Linked DNA regions of Triticum aestivum: region 2 is linked to region 1. Evidence: chromatin contacts called from public Hi-C data. All regions are on one chromosome and are shown on one strand. The core of a region is the stretch at or near the end of the contact, and the rest is flanking DNA. Distances in the headings are between cores, read along the strand shown.

Region 1 (2,907 bases), core at 408-2,907:
TATAACAAAAAATATTTCATCCTCCAATTGTTCCCCAGATAATGATACATGGGAAGTCTTAAAAGGTAGGCTGAAATGATTCTAGGGCCCTGCATTCATCTCCATGGCGGCAAAAGATGCCAAGGAGCCAAATTTCAGTCCCGTTCTACAGTCCAATATTCTAACACAACAAAAAGTAAAAATCATTACAAAAGCACAAACCACTGGAATAAAATTGTAGAAATGAAAAAAAGAGAAAAACAATCTATAAACGCCCTAAATGGCAAGAAAACTCATCTGGCTGTATCAGTTTTAAACTCCAAACTGCCCAACAAAGATGCAATTGCCTCAGGCAATGCATTCCACCTCTTAGGCACACCAAAAGCAAGACAACAAGCTAAACTGCAGTACAAACTTAATTCAGCAAATAGAAATATTCAACCTCCCACTGTCCACTAGACATGGAGGAGGTCTTGTAGAAGTCTCAATACAAGAGGTGGCTTGTTTTAGGGAGCTGTATTCATCTCTAAGGCACAGCCAAAGCAAGCCAGTGAGGTAAACTTCAGTCCCATTCTACAAACTAATTTGATCGGTACAAACAACAATGTGTCCCACTATACAAACTAAATTGATCGGTACAAACTACAAGACAACTTCCAACACACAACCGAAACACAGCACAAACAGCTATCAGCAAACAGAAATATTTCAACCTCCCATTGTCCACTAGACATTTAAAAGGTCTGGCAGAAGTCATAACTAAGAAGTGGCTTGTTCTAGGGCGCTGTATTCATCTCCAAGGCACGGCGAAAGCAAGCCAATGAGGTAAACTTCAGTCCCATTCTACGAACTAAAAGTTTCAACGCTACAAACTTCAGTGGGCATCACTACACACGTGCAGAGAATACGCATACAGTTCAACTTATTTCCCACTAATAATAAGTACAGCAAGTAATTGACAGCCACAAAGCAGATATTAACCACTTCATTCTACAAAACCTAATCACGCATCTCTGGAATTAACACGGTCCCGAGCGTAAGTTACAGCACTACCCTTCGGATCCAGCAGACAAGAGAACTAGCAGATCAGCCACAGCGACAAATCAATCAACAGTGAGATAAAAAAAAGCCGTAAAAAGCAGAGAGCCGATCTATCCATACCCTTGGAGCTGCGGAGCGTCTTGAGGACGGTCTTGTAGCCGAGCGTGTACTTGCCGCTCTTCATCACCAGCTGCAGCTTGTTGTTGATGTTCTCCCCGCTCTTCTTCTGCAGAGCGCACCCATCAACCGAAAAAACAGTCAGAAGATCTCTCAGAAAGAAAGACACGGCGAGATAACCACCGGAGAACGAATCAGGCCGAAATGGGAGGAGCGGCGGGCGGGGATCGATTAGGGTTCGTACCGCCTTCTTGGTGGGAGCCATCGCGTCGGGCGAGCGAGCGAGCGTGGGGATGCGGATGGCTTCGGGGGAGGCGGCGGCGCAAATGGAGAGCTCGCTAGGGTTTAGCGGGAGGGGCTATATAGGTGCGGCCGCGCGGACGAGACTGCCGCGACGGATTGGGCTGGACCGGGCCTCATTGGGCCGAGAATGAACCCAACGGGCCGTGGCGCTGAGCTGGCGAGGTGGGCCCGCGTTGCCAGACTGCTCGGTCGTAAATACGGTACCGGTTGATCCGCAGCCCCAAGCGGTGTCTCCATTCGCGAAAACCCTAGCACGAGCAGCGCCGCCGCCGCCGCCGCCGCCACCCAGCAATAAAGGCGTCGCCGGAGGAGATGAGTGGAGAGGGGGAGGGGAGGAGGAGGGTGCTGGACATCCTCGCGGGCTCCGACGACGACTCGGACGGCCCCGCCGAGGACTACTCCAAGATCCAGATCAACGAGGGGTACGCTCGGAAATTCGAGCACAGGAAGCGGCGCGAGGCGCTGGAGCGCCTCAAGGAGAAGAAGAAGAAGGGCGTCGTCGCCGACCCCGACGACGAGGACGAGGACGACTCCGACGACGAGTCGGATGAGGACGAGGCCGTCGCCGCCGCCTCGCGCCGCGTCGACCGCCGCGTGCTCCAGGTCATCCGCCGCATCCGTAGCGGCGACAGCGCCATCTTCGACAAGGACGCCAAGGTGTACTCCTCCTCGTCGGAGGACGAGGACGACGCCGAGGGGGAGCCCAAGGAGGGGAAGAAGGCCAAGAAGGAGCGCCCACTGTACCTCAAGGACGTCAACGCCCAGCACCTGCTCGAGGAGGGCCCCGAGTTCGCGGCGCAGGCTGGCCGTGGCAGCAAGTATGACCGGATTGCGTACAACGAGCTCCAGAGGGAGGGGCTGAAGGAGTTCCTTGAGGCGGAGAAGAAGGCATTGGGGGATGGCGATGACGAGGAGGACGATCTGTTCAAGGCGAAGCAGGCTGAAGGAGATGGTGGCGACAGCGAAGAGGACGAAGACGAGAAGCAGACCGAGGAGCTGTTGGTTGAGGTTTTTGGGGATGATGACAAGCTGGATGAAAATGAGAAGTTTTTGAAGAATTACATCCTCAATAGGCCGTACCTTGAACCAGTGCCGGAAAAGTTCTCGCTGGATGATATCCAGGAGGTCTCACAGGAAGAGGATGTGATCGAAACTCAGGAGGACTATGAGGATATTTATAATAAGTTGGGGGATTATAAATTCCGGCATGAGGAGGTGGAAGCTTCAGAGGGAGTGGTGACTGATCGGGTAATGGGACATCCCCGGGTTGTTGAGGGGTCTGTGAGGAAGAAGGAGAGCGGCAGAAAGAAGCAGCGCAAGAGCAAAGAGGAACGGCTTGCGCGAGCCAAGCAGGAGCAGGCAGAGGAGCTGAAGCATCTCAAGAATTTGAAGAAGAAAGAGATTGCTGAGAAGCTTGAGAAGATCCGGATGATTGCTGGAATTGAAGGGGAAGCTGCCTGTAAGCTT
Region 2 (3,102 bases), core at 475-2,974, 130 kb before region 1:
GCTATTAGAATATTTGTCGTACTTCATTTATTTGAGATAGACTAGCATATGTAGCATTAATGGAAACGGCTAGGAATATAAAGGGTCACGATATTGAAAAAAAAGGAAAAAAAAAAGATAAGACCAAATGCACAACAGATTTCATGACTAGACACTGGACAAAAACGCACAACCAAACTTGGCCAACAGAGCAAACCACAACATATTCCAACTGCAAATTTCTGGCAGAACATTGGCATTGACCTCAACGCTTAAACTTTAGTACTTTATATACTGCAAACCCATTCTGGTCAAAATATGTTGACTAAGAAATATAACCTTTTTACCAGCAGACATTCCAAAGAACATATTTGATGGCGCAGGCGTGCTAACCCAAATGACAACCTACTCCTTCCGTTCCGATTTTATATGTTTTCCAAAACTACCCTTCCTAACTTGTGGCGCCATTTTCCCGCGGTTCCTAGGTGTATTTTCCAAAACTACCCTTCCTAACTCATGGCGTCATTTTCCCGCGGTTCCTAGGTATATTTTCCAAAACTACCCTTCCTAACTCGTGGCACCATTATCCCGCGGTTCCTAGGTATATTTTCCAAAACTACCCTTCCTAACTCGTGGCGCCATTTAATCGAGTGTCCTGCAAAATTACCCCTCACGTGCAGTTATTACCCGTTGGTAGCGCGACCTCAATGACACTAGTGTCACGCGCCGATCCATGCATCGAGCGTCAAGAGAGGGTTAAATTGCCCACCAAACCACACGGCCAGGGTGGTATGCACCAAAATATGTAAACACCATCGACCTCAGGAACAGAGGGAGTATTTCTGAACACATGATCTGAACCAGAGGCAAGAACACAGCAGCAAAGGTATGACCTTTCATGAACACTTACAGATGAAAAAACTGAATCTTGTCCCCCACCAAACTGGCACAACAGAGTGGACTAAAACGGCAAGTTTTTCAGGAATCTTCCAACAGCTCAAGCATTGCAATCTGCGGCAATGCCCAGCGCAGCACAGGTAGACATGTCCGGCAAAAAGTGGAAGCTTTTCCTTCCCCGGACGGCAAAGACATTGCTTGGCCAGATAGACCACCTCTGTCGAACCGAAAAGAATTTTACCGCCGGCAAACCCAAAAGCATCTACAAAATCTTGCACAGCATTCAATTTCAAGCAGACGGTGCCAAATCCGCGTCATTGGAATCGAGTCTCGCCCCAATCCGAGCTGCCACAACCCATCAATTCCCAGAGACATCTAAGCAAGCAAGCAAGAAGTATAATTGGACATCTTTTTTGAGGACCGTAAACCTTGAATTCCGCGTCGCGGCGCCGCCATTGCGGGCCGAGGAGGAGGAGGAGGAGGAGGGGGAGGAGGGGAGGCGGCGCTTACTGGTCTCTGAGACGAAGAGGAGCAGCATGACGAGGGCGGAGAGGAGCGTGACGACGCCGCCGGAGAGCGTGCGCTTGTAGAAGTCCTCGTTGACCTTGGGGTAGGCGTCGAGCCCCTTGAGCTTGTGCAGAAGCCCCTCCATCTCTCTTCTCCTCCGCCGCCGCCGCCGACGCCGACCCCGTGGAGACCGCCGGAGGGCAGCAGCCGGCGCGAACCTAGTCCTCCCGATCCGAGCCCGCGCGTGTGCGATAGGGTTTGACCGGCGCGAGATTCCGCCGGGTTCGGGTCGGGATTACGAGCCTCGTCTGGGGGTGGGGGTGGGGGAAGAAGAGTCGGAGATGATTACGAGGAGGGGGGACGGAGGATGATGGCGTGGACGGACGGACGCGGTATCGGTGCTGCAAGTTCGGCGCACGCGCTCCACGTGGCGCCGCGCCGTTGGTTCGCGTCGTCGGAAATGCGTTGGACTCCGCCGACGTGGCGGGTCCGGTCCGGTTCGGGTGGGAAGCCGCCCGCCCACGCCCACGGGATCTACGACGAGCGGGACCAGCCGCGAATACGTATCGGACTCCGGGTTACCTACGCAAACTAACCTCGTATACGTATCGGAGTAGTATTGTGGTTTTTCAGTAGGATCTGTGAGAGAGAGTTTCCACTTTGCGACCGATCTGGAAGATGTGACGTGCACCGGTGCACACGATTCGTAGGTGGCCTAACCCTAACCAGGTCTCTCAACAGAATCCGTTGTGGCAGGTGCGTGCGTCTCCGCTGGCCTCTGGAAGGCCACCTTCGGACGATGGTCGACCAACATGTCATGGTCAATTTTGTCGACCCAAAGAGATGCAATCCTCAAAAAGAAAAAAAAAAGAGACCCAAAGAGATGTACACCCTCTGGTCAGGGGTGTACCGAAAACATAGGACCACAATAGCCATTTTTGTGATTTTTTTATAACGCCCGTGCCGATTTCTTCAGAAACACAATGACAATTTCTGAGAGCAAAGGGTTTTACCGCGAAAATTGTCGTGTTCACTTGAAGGAATCGTCATGCTCCTGCAACGTAAATTGCCGTGCCAAACATTTGCTTTGCCATGCACCTCCAGCAAACGATTGTTGGATAGCACCACCGAAAGCAAATCACTCGATTCATATATGGATGAAATTTTAGGCGTGTATTTTTCATTGCATGGATGAGGACATAGGGGTTTTCAGCGTATCGTCACCACCATGCGGAAATTATGGCGCGCCTGCAACCTACTTGTCGGGAATTCCCAGCCGGTTTCAAAACAGAGGTAACCATCGTGAAAATCACATCGGTCGTCCACGATATTCAAGACCTAAGTAGGGTGTTTAGTGCTGTCGTTTATGTTTCAACACACGCAAACTTGCATGCTCATCTTTTTTCCTATGCAATGTCACTGATGGGCTTTTTTTGGCAACATAGAAGCGGATGGAATTGATTTTTGAAGGGTGATGCCAACACCGCTTATTTCCCCCCATTGTGAATGGGTTATGGGTGGCAGCGAAAATTCTCAATCCATTTGTTTATGGAAGGGAGACATCCTCTTGGGAGGGGGGGGGGGGTCATTGCACACGCCTACTCCTCTATAAGAGCTCTTCACAATGGAGCCCCAGTCCAGGTTTTCTTTGCCGACAGACTTCTGGCTAGTCGATGCTTGGGTCTCAGCTGAGGATAATGCGAAACTTACCCTCCCATT

What was found. Hi-C and Micro-C count contacts between places; a contact is called where the count stands out from the background.
Region 2: a contact with region 1 is called in a Hi-C map of leaf, with 4 times the contacts expected there. The contact joins the promoter of LOC123182422 here to the promoter of LOC100682439 in region 1. A contact is called at or near these places in 3 of 5 Hi-C or Micro-C datasets (all in leaf).

The regions. Positions count from the first base shown.
Region 1 is chr1D:405,688,845-405,691,751 of IWGSC CS RefSeq v2.1, reverse strand. It overlaps LOC100682439 (calcium-dependent protein kinase 2), which reads left to right and starts at 1,657. Exons shown (of 8, transcript XM_044594976.1): 1 at 1,657-2,907. The coding sequence starts at 1,753. LOC606338 (60S ribosomal protein L30-like) reads right to left here and starts at 1,465. Exons shown (of 5, transcript NM_001428009.1): 1 at 1,382-1,465; 2 at 1,141-1,246. The coding sequence starts at 1,402.
Region 2 is chr1D:405,820,467-405,823,568 of IWGSC CS RefSeq v2.1, reverse strand. It overlaps LOC123182422 (endoplasmic reticulum-Golgi intermediate compartment protein 3), which reads right to left and starts at 1,724. Exons shown (of 13, transcript XM_044594977.1): 1 at 1,387-1,724. The coding sequence starts at 1,528.